3 separate regions of the Macaca mulatta genome follow, and regions 1 and 2 are each linked to region 3. A link is a contact called in public Hi-C data. All regions are on one chromosome and are shown on one strand. Each heading gives the region's core, a stretch centred on a gene start, on an enhancer-like site or on the middle of the called end of the contact. The rest is flanking DNA. Distances are from core to core; before and after follow the strand shown.

Evidence for each region. A called contact is a pair of places that touch in the nucleus more often than the background predicts.
Region 1: a contact with region 3 is called in a Hi-C map of blood, with 3 times the contacts expected there. The contact joins the promoter of TGOLN2 here to the promoter of SH2D6 in region 3. A contact is called at or near these places in 2 of 14 Hi-C or Micro-C datasets (blood and liver).
Region 2: a Hi-C map of blood shows a contact between it and region 3, with 6 times the contacts expected there. The contact joins the promoter of MAT2A here to the promoter of SH2D6 in region 3. A contact is called at or near these places in 11 of 14 Hi-C or Micro-C datasets (CD4 T cells, blood, cortical neurons and 6 more) and 1 of 4 datasets of contacts at active chromatin or transcription factors (excitatory neurons).

The regions. Positions count from the first base shown.
Region 1 is chr13:39,071,672-39,074,866 of T2T-MMU8v2.0, reverse strand. TGOLN2 (trans-golgi network protein 2) reads right to left here and starts at 1,339. Exons shown (of 4, transcript XM_002799323.4): 1 at 1,267-1,339; 2 at 1-1,035. The coding sequence starts at 1,312. ELMOD3 (ELMO domain containing 3) reads left to right here and starts at 1,405. Exons shown (of 12, transcript XM_077959121.1): 1 at 1,405-1,508; 2 at 2,210-2,240.
Region 2 is chr13:38,856,777-38,860,166 of T2T-MMU8v2.0, reverse strand. MAT2A (methionine adenosyltransferase 2A) reads left to right here and starts at 1,357. Exons shown (of 9, transcript NM_001195289.1): 1 at 1,357-1,538; 2 at 3,266-3,343. The coding sequence starts at 1,448.
Region 3 is chr13:38,977,408-38,980,916 of T2T-MMU8v2.0, reverse strand. It overlaps SH2D6 (SH2 domain containing 6), which reads left to right and starts at 2,058. Exons shown (of 18, transcript XM_077959143.1): 1 at 2,058-2,234; 2 at 2,945-3,047. It also overlaps a transcript of CAPG not described here.

The DNA of each region.
Region 1 (3,195 bases), core at 90-2,589, 95 kb before region 3:
CCGCGCTGGCATTTCCAGAACTCTCCCTATAATGGTCATCCTTCTCGCTACCCCTGGAATCCAAAAGTGTCCCTTCACGGTTTTCATTGGAGGCAGAACCGGACATCTTTTCTTTCTCTTCTTTGGGCGGTGAGCCCTCCTCGGGTCCTGTATCATCATCTTCAGCCTCTTTGGGCTCCACATCCTCAGTAGGCTCTGAAGACTTACCTTCCTCCTGCGGGGAAGAAATGAGGTCAGTGTCCTCCCCAGATTCGGTTTTGAAAGCATGAGGAGAAAGCTTCCCTTTGTCAGCTAACTGGTTTGTGTCAGCCTTGGGGAGCTCCTTGTTATCAGAAGGGTTGGAGACGGGCTTGGAATGGTCTTTCCTGGAAGGCTGCTCTGGAACCACCTTGCCAGGGCCGTCTTTTGGGGTCTGCTCCTCCGCATCTGACTTGCTAGACCCGTCTATTGGGCCCTGCTCCTCTGCACCGGACTTGTTAGCGGCGTCTTTGGGAGTCTGCTTCTCCGCACCTGACTTGTTAGGGACGTCTTTTGGGATCTGATCCTCCGCACCCGACTTGCTAGAGCCGTCGGCACCCGACTTATTAGGGACGTCTTTTGTGGTCGGCGCCTCCGCACCCGATTTGCTAGTGCTGTCTTTCGTGGTCTGCGCCTCCGAACCCGACTTGCTAGGGCTGTCTTTTTGGGTCTTTGCCTCCGCACCCGACTTGCTGGAGCTGTCTTTTGTGATCTGAGCCTCCGAACCTGACTTGCTAGAGCTGTCTTTTTGGGTCTTTGCCTCCGCACCCGACTTGTTGGGGTTGTCTTCTGGGGTCTGCGCCTCCGCACCCGACTTGCGAGGGCTGTCTTTTGAAGTCTGCGGCTCTGGATCCGACCTGCTAGGGCTGTCTACTGAAGTGTGCGGCTCCGGATCCGACTTGGTAGAGCCTCCAGGCCGTTGGCTCAAGGTGGGGTAAGTAGAGACGTTTTCTGTAGAAGGCCGAACTCCAGCTTCTTCTTTCTTGACACTTGCGGTGTCCGAGAGCGGCGCGGCTCCTAAAATAGAAAAACGACTTAGCACCAGAGAAGGGCAGGCCGGAAGAAGGAACTCCTCAGAGCTGGAAGATATTGGGAGCAGCGGGGAAACAGGGATTGGGGGGTGGGGCGGGAGATGATGGCGAGCGGAGAGGTGGGTCGGGCAGGGAAGAAGCGAGCCTAGAAGTTACCTGCCCAGGTGAGAATGGGGGATCTGGGGGCAAGAGTGGGATGCTGGATAGAGGGTCTTACCAGCCGCTGCGACGCTCAGGAGGACTAACGCAACCACGAACCTCATCCTGCTCGAATAGCGCTTCCGCCCTCTAACGCTCTCGCGAGATCCGCGCGCGGGGCCCCTCTCCAGTCCCGCCCCTGCTGCGCGCGTCTTTCCGTCTCCGGCTTCCGCCAAGACAAAGGGCGAGATTTGCGGGGGCCGCTGCTGCTGATGTCTACGCTCGCCTTCAGCTGCGGTGGTTACGGTCGCTGAGTGGAAGGTGAGCCTTTTCTTCCTGGTTTCTCGTCTCTACCACAGCCGCAACAGACTGGCCCTCCGTTTTTCGTCCTCTCCGCTGCGTACTTCCGAGACGTTACAGGCAGAGCTGGAGCTCCCTGGCCTCTCGCACTGGCCGCGGAAGTGAGGTCGCTAGGGGCAGGCGCCTCTTGGCCACCACCATCCTGTGCTTGCGTTTCTATGCTCTGCTTTTTTCGTGTTTCCCTCTTGGTAGTATACAAACATGCGGTGCTCTGGTCTCTCCCATGTGGGAACAAATCCATCCGATCACCTACAAAGCGTTGCCTTCGCATCCCGGCCCTCCTCCTTCCCGCCTCCACAGAGACTGTGTTCTCCGAGGTCGCCAAACATGTTTTCCAAAAAGTGCAGCCTTTTTCTGGTCGTAAAAGTACAGAAGCAGAAAACAAAACCTGACTGCCACCCTTCCGGGATAATCACTATTAATGTTTTAGTGTATTGTCTGCCCTCTAAACATTTAATGTTTTTTGAATAGATAGTACGGTATAATGTTTCAGAAATGATAACCAGATTTTAAAGTAAATAGACCTTTCTTAGAAGAGTCTTCCTACTCCTCCACAGGTTACCGCTTACATTAGTTTATTATGTTTCCATTTAGTTTTGTAAAAAAAAAAAAAAAAAGGACACTTTCCCTTCTTAATTAGTGTATTTCTCTTTTCTATGCAGATTTATTTTCTCCGCATATTGGGATAATCAGGTAAATGGTTTTGTATCCCACCGTTTACAGTTACTGTTATGTTTATACATTAAATGTTTGAAATCACTTTATGAACGATTGCCAGGCTTGGTGCTTAGGAGACAGTGATTTAAGAAATGATAGGTCTTAAATGAAATTACATCAAGTTAAAAAGCTTCTGCACAGCAAAGGAAACAGTGAAGAAACAACCTACATAATGGGAGAACTATTCGCAAGCTATCCATCCGACAAGGGATTAATAACTAGAATATATAAGAAACTCAAGGAAAAAAATATAATTAAAAAATGGGCACCAGCCAGGGCAACATGATGAAACCCTGTGTCTACCAAAAATACAAAAAATTAGCCGGGCATGGTGGCCTGTGCATCTAATCCCAGCTACTCAGAAGGCTGAGGATAGGAGGATTATTTGAGCCTGGGAGGCGGAGATTGCAGTGAGTGAGCCAAAATCTTATCACTGCGTTCCAGCCTAGGCAACCATCCCAAAAAAAGAAAAAAAAAATGGGCAAAAGACCTGCTGAATAGACGTATCTCAAAAGATGACATACAAATGGCCAACATAGAAATGGTACGTGAAAAGATGCTATCACTAATCGTCAGGGAAATGCAAATCCAGACCACAATGAGAGATCATCTTAGCCCAGTTAGAATGGCTGTTATCAAAAGAAAAAAAAAATACATAATGTTGACAAGGATGAGAAGAAAAGGGAATGCTCATATCCTGTTGGTGGGAATGTAGATTAGTACAGCCATTATGGAAAATAGTATTGGCAGGGCATGCAGGCTCACACCTGTAGTCCCAGCACCTTGGGAGGCTGAGGCAGGCAGATGACTTGAGCCCAGGAGTTCGAAATCAGCCTGGGCAATGTAGCAAGACTCTATCTCTATAAAAAAATAAAGGAAAACAGCACAGAGTTTCTCAGAAACTAAAAATAGAACTGCCATATGATCCAGT
Region 2 (3,390 bases), core at 108-2,607, 120 kb after region 3:
AGACTGTTACTAGGGGTCTCCTTCACCTCCCCAGCGTAAAGTGCATCCCATGCTAGGCGCAGGCCGTTCTCTGAGAACCTCATTAAACCCGGCGTTCTTGTCACGCGCTGCGCCCAGGGCCACCTGGCCACCGGGCCACCAGCCCCTGACCAGACTTGCACTGAGGCCCAGCCCCAGAACAAGCTGCGGAGACCCCCGCCCCCAAGGCGGGCTCCCTCCAAACGGGACTCCCTACTCCTTGCTGGCTCAATTTTTGTTTCGCTCTTTTTCCCTGTCTATAATTCCTTTATTGGGCAAAACTGGGACAAACGCAGGTGGACATTTTAAAGTGAAAGCTTAATGAAACAGCCCATTCCACGCCGTCGAGAGTTGTACTTAAGCACATTCAAGGGAACTAATAGCCCCCACCCACCAAAAAAGAAATGTTCGTTCCATATTCTCCTGAACAGAGGATTGAAACATCGATTTTTTTTCCCCCTTCAAAGGCACAGTTAGGCCACGGGGCAAGGACGGCCTTGGGAGCGGCCTCCTTTCTCTCTGGGGAGAAAGGCTGGAGCGCTGCCTCCACTTTAAGTCCACGAAGGGCGAGGGGCGAGGGTCCCTCAGAAAGTTGAGCGCAGGGGAGCGAGGAGGAGGGCGATTGTTTAAATCGATGGCAGCACCCTCATTAATCTGCTTTCTGGCCATCTTCAGCAGAGCCATTCACCAGGAAATGACTAGAAGGTGGGCCGGCGCTCCTCAGATTTCCCGGGGCCGGCAGCAAGCCGGGCGGGGACGCCGAAGGAAGACCGTGAGGAGCCCTCGCTGGCCAGCCAAGATGGCCACCTTCACATGGCCGACCGCCACCGGCTCCCTGCCACCCGGCATCTAGAGGCGGGGCGGCCAGAAAGACCCCAGCCGAAGCACAAAACCTCCGCGATTCCCGCCGCCTCCGCTGGGGGACGCGACCTCCGGGAAAGCTATCCCGGCCAACGGTCGGAAGGGAGGTGCCATGTCACAGCACAGGGGAGCGGGTCCGGCAAGCCCCAGTCGCTTTTTCTCCCACATCAAACAAGGAAGAGCAAAACCCCCCGTCTCCTCGCGTCTGCATTTTTCCCCTAGCTCTAGCGGCTCAATATAACTAAACGGTCTCTGGAGGGCCGGGTTGCGTCGGTCCCTCCCGCGGCCGCGCAGTGTGGTTCAGCCCGGGCTCCGCGGGGCGCGCTGCCCTTCCTCCCCCGACCCCCGCGCAAGTGGTGCATTGGCGCGCGGCGCCGAGAGGCGGGGCCCGAGCCGGGCGCGCGCGGGCGGTGCTCTATAAATACCGGGCCGCGCCGCCCGCCGCTTCGTTCGCTCCGCGCCGCCCGCCTGCTCCGAGTAGGACGCTGTCCGCAGCTTGCGCATTTCGCAGCCGCTGCCGCCTCGCCGCTGCTCCTTCGCAACGCCACTTCCACTCACCGACACCAACATGAACGGACAGCTCAACGGCTTCCATGAGGCGTTCATCGAGGAGGGCACGTTCCTCTTCACCTCAGAGTCGGTGGGGGAAGGCCACCCAGGTGAGGGGACGACCTGAAGCGAAGCGTGGGGCGGGGCGGAAGGCAGCGCCGATGTCCGGCCGGCGGCGGGTCCCGCGCGGGTTGTCCTCGTCCGCCCGGTGGTGGGAAGAGCGGCGACCGCGCGCTTTTCTCCTGGCGCCGCCAGGGCCTGGCGCGTGGCCGCCGCTCCTCTTCCCCCTCCCTTTCCTCTTTTCCCCTTCCCACTCCTCCCCTTCCATTCGGTCGCGCGCCTCGGCATGCGGAAGGTTCCAGAAAACGAGAAGGGCGGGGGCTGTGGTCGCTAACGTGTTCTAGCCGGGAAGGGAGGGCACTGTTAACCCCTCCAGGTCATGCCGTCTGACAAACGTGGAGTGGGCGACCCGAGCCGCCCCGCGTGCTCGCGTCCGGCCCGCGGGAGCGCGCGCCCCGCATTGCAGCGGCGACCACGTGTTTGCCGCATGTGGTATCTGGGCGAGGGGGAGCCGTGGGCCTCCCCGGCCCTCCTGGCCCTCGGTTTGAGGGGTGGGGGGCCCATGCCTCGCGACGTCGTCTGGCTCCACTGCCTCAGTGGTTAGGTCTTGACCACACACTGGAGAATACGCACATGCCCTTCGGCGGATATGGCCTTGCCTTCAAGGTGATGGCCTCTGACTAAATATAGCGCATGTGGAAGAAGGCAGTCCTTATTTGGACCCCTTGTGAAAAGGATGGGAAGTATGAATTAGGAGCTGCCATTGCTTTGGGTTCCCTTTTAAATTCTTCGGTGCTGCCGTTAGGCAGGGTTTTACTTCAGACTTTGTCCGCTTAACCGCCATTATGGGGATCAATTGGCACGTGAAGGAGGAGTAACGCTATTTCCAGGAACTGAAAATCTAAGCCTGAGCACATCGGCTAGTAAAGATGTTTATTTGGCTACTAAATTAGGCTGTTTCTGCCCTTAGAATGACCGCAGTAGCTATCTGGTGGCTTTAGGGTCTGGTCAGTTTACTGTGCCCATGATGAAATCCCGTTAAGTAACTTAGTGATCTGAGAGGACAAACCCAGGATCTAGATGAGTGCTGAAGGTTAGCTGTTACCCCAGTTAGTAGTAGACTGAAGTCTTAAGCCTGCAGTCTGGCTTCCACATTATGTTTGGATTCTGTTTTGGGTGGTTATAGAAAATTGAGAAAAACGAACTTGAATTGGGGGATTTTTTTTTTTCTTCCTCCTAAACAGTAGATGATAAAGCAGGGAGAAGTTGGACATGGATACGTTTGAGCATTTTCTAGAATTGTAGAAAATACGTTTGAGGATTTTCTACACTGTTGAGCTCTTGTTTCCTGCCTCCTAATAACAAAATCAGATAATTGCCATTTTAGTCACAAAATGCCTTTTCTTTAATTGTTTAATTGAATTCTCTTGTTGCTCATTATAATTGGTGCTCCTTAAGATTAGGGAAACTGGCCTGTGGCCTCAGTTCTACTAGAACCCCAGGTGCACAGGGGTTTGGTACAGTTTTGGAAGTGAATATGATATAGGGCAAATTCTGTTCTTTAAAGGAGATAAGACTAACAGTTCACTTTTCTGGTGGTTGGTTAGATTTATAATGCAAACTTTCAATTTTAGGGGTAAAGTGTATATACAATGAATTAAGATGTATTAAGCATGTTTCTTTAAAACCTCCAAAGATTTTACAGGGAGGGAGCTTGCATATATAGATAACTTTGTTTAAAGTTAAAGAAATTGAGCCAGGAATTTCTCTTTTCCAGATAAGATTTGTGACCAGATCAGTGATGCTGTCCTTGATGCCCACCTTCAACAGGATCCTGATGCCAAAGTAGCTTGTGGTAGGTTCAGAATGGGTTTATCAACTGGTGGAAAGATAGCATAAAAA
Region 3 (3,509 bases), core at 809-3,308:
GTCTGGTCTCAGCTCTTGCTCTAGATACCTTGCTTAAAAAAAATATATTTCAAAATAATTATAGACTTACAAAAAGTTGCAGAAACAGTACTGAGTACTGGTAGATGCTGCAACCTAGATGAATTTTGAAAACATATTGCTAAGTGAAAGAAGCCAGTTACAAAAGACCACATATCATATGGTTCCATTTATATGAAATGTTCACAAAAGCCAAATCTATAGAAAGTAGATTAGTGGTTGCCTAGGGCTGAAGAGGATGGAGGGGGCTGGGGAAGGGACTGCTAATGGGTACAGGTTTATTTTGGGGATGATGAAGTGTTCCAAAATTAGATTTATGATAATGGTTACACAACTCTGAACATACTAAAACACTGAATTGTACACTTTAAATGGGTGAATTATATGGTATATTATATCTCAATAAAATTGTCAACAAGCAAACAAAAAGTGAAAGGGCTCTGTAACCTTTGAGTTTCCTGACCCATCTGCACCCCACTTAAAAAAATTAAAAAGGTCTAGGGAAATCCGATCACCCAGCTTCTCCCAAAGGGGATTTCTTACATAACTATAGTAAGTGTACCTTCCCTTTTCCTTTTTTTTTTTTTTTTTTTTTGAGACAGAGTCTCACTGTGTAACCCAGGCTGGAGGGTAGTGACAAAATCACACAATCTCAGCTCACTGCAACCTCTGCCTCCTGGGTTCAAGCGATTCTCCTGCCTCAGCCTCCCAAGTAGCTGGGATTATAGGCATGTGCCACCACTCCCGGATAGTTTTTGTATTTTTAGTAGAGATGGGGTTTCGACATGGCTGGTCTTGAACCCCTGATGTCAGGTGGTCTGCCCGTCTCGGCCTCCCAAAATGCTACTGCGCCCGGCCATACCCTCCCTTTTAAGGCGAGGCTCTTGAAGGCCCAGACCTTTTCTCCAGTGCTTTGAGGTCTGATCCTGATGATAGTAACACCTCACTCATACTATGGACTTTACAGTTCACAAAACACCCTCCTCACCCCCTCCCAAACTCGGTTTATTTTTATCATTAAAGGAGAGTTGAAGGCCAGGGTAGACCATAGGTTTTCCTGGTCACAAGAGACTTCCTCCCTCCCTGGGCTCCCCTCTGTAGCGGTGCCAAATAAAAATTTGATCCGTCAAGCCTGTGGTAACCAGTGCTAATATGCACAGCCAGTCCTGGGCAAGCCTGTTCATTATTGTGAAACACTACTGATTGCACACTCTTACATCGAAAGGGCCCAGGACCTCGCCTGGCCCAGCCTTGCCTGCCAGGCCTGGGCTGGGTCTCTCAGTCCAAATTCTCACAAGAGGGCCGACTCAGGCCAGAGCGCGCCCCTCTTTGTGCCTCAGTTTGCCCACCTAGAGGTTAGTCCCGCAGGCGTGGCGGGTACATCTCAGGATCGGCAGAAAGTGCCACTGGGAGCCCAGCCGGAGTCGCGGGCCTTGCGCCGGGCCCACTGTCCAGATCCAGGGCTCACGAGAAAAACGAGGACTCAGGAGAGGGGCACGCCCGGCCAGGGCCCTAGAACCCTACGAACTACAAAATCCCAGCAGACAGTGGGCCGCGGGGCGGGGTCTCGGAAGTTGCGGCCTGCGGTGCCTTTGCTGAGTCCCCGGAAGGCCTTCGGGGACTGGAGAACCACAACAGACCGGACACACACACACACACAGTCTCTCACACACACGGTCACACACACACGCTCGCGCGCGACGGGGAGCACAACAAACCCCCCCCGGACACACACAGTCACACACACACACGCTCGCGCGCGACGGGAACACAACAGACCCCCCCCCACCCGGACACACACAGACACACACACACACACACACACACACAGACACACACACACGTACGCGCGCACACACACACACACACACACAGACACACACACACGTACGCGCGCACATACACACACACACACACACACACACACACACACACGCGCGCGCGCCCGCGCGTTCTGGCCGTACCCCTACAAACTACAAATCCCGGCAGGCAGCGGGACGTGGGGCGGGGCCTTGGGTGCTGATCCGGACGCAAAGATTGTACCAGGCAGGGTGGGGTTCCGGTGGCTGGGTGGAGGCTCTCCTGCTGGGGAGGAGATGGCCTTCTCTTCTCACAAACCCAGCTCCCCACCCCTGCACGCGCCGCTCTGCTCTGGAGTCGCTGGTCCGAGCCCTCCTTCTCTGCGAACCTGAGCCCCGCCATGTCCTCCCTACGAGGTTGGGGCCGTGGGAGAAGAAGATGGTGGGTAGGGGGTTGGGCCCACAAGCTAGTAGGGACGCAGAGTGGCCTCCTGAACCCTTCCTCCATCGCCTAGAGCAAACTCCCATTCCTGGAGGTAGGAGCAGCCCAGACCCTGAGACTGAACTAGGTCCGTTAGGGTCCCTGTGTGGCCTGCAGGACTCATGGAGAAGCCCCCGGAAGGCCTGGGTCCTCCAAGTCAGGGATGTAGGTTCCAGGGTGTTCAGGCCGCGGTATCTGACCATCGTCGGCGCCCTGCGCCCAGGCATCAATTTTGCATGGCAGAGTCAAGGTGAGGTTAGGAGGCTGCCCGGAGGTAATAACCAGGTCACTCGCATTCACCATGCTCTCTCTCAAAGCACTCTCCTCACACCTCAGGGTCAAAAGTCAGAACTCTTGTCCTAACTTCCCAGGTTGCCCAAGGAGCTTCTGAGGCGCTACAGAAGGGACTTACCCAGACCCTTCAGTGCAAGCCAGGAACTCAGGGTCCGGCCTGCTCGGTGGGATGAGCTGTGCTGAGGCCCTACTTCATCCACCCTCCTGGGCCAGGGCGGCCTCTTTCCAGAGGCCTCTTCTCAGCTGATTTCTGGCTCCCAAGTGGGAGACTCAGGTTACACCTGTATCGGGAGCAGTGACACCACAGTGGCCAGCAACTCATTGGACTTTCTGTCTCCAACTCCATTTTCAGCTTTTACACTTCCTGATCTCGGCATATACTGCTACATCCTGGATCATCAAGGAAGGAGGAAAATACTTAGTCAATGAAGGTTTAGCCATGACCTTGTGTGTCGGTGAGATGTCATTCTTGTGTGATTAGGTCTAGGCGACCTACTTCCTAGAAATACTTCATTTAATCTCTAAACAACCTAGAAACAGCTCCAGAAGGGATATTCAAAGTAGATTGCCCAGACTCTCTTGATAGCAGATGTGGGGTTCATATTAACTGGTCGAGTGGTCTCTAAGCATGCCCATTTCTGCTTGGGAAGTTCTCAAAGGTTCGGTTTTCTGAGTGTTTCTGTTACAACAATCAGCCTTTTGTTGAGTAGCTCTTCTGCCCCTAGAGACGAGAGATAGGTACCATAGAAACTTGGAGACAGCTATTGACTAAGCCCCTGGACTCTTTAATAAGAGTGCATTCTCTCTTTTTTTTTGAGACGGAGTCTCGCTCTGTTGCCCAGGCTGAAGTGCAGTGGTGCAATCTCGGTCCACTGCAACCTCTGCTGCCTAGCTTAAGTGGTTTTCCTGCCTCAGCC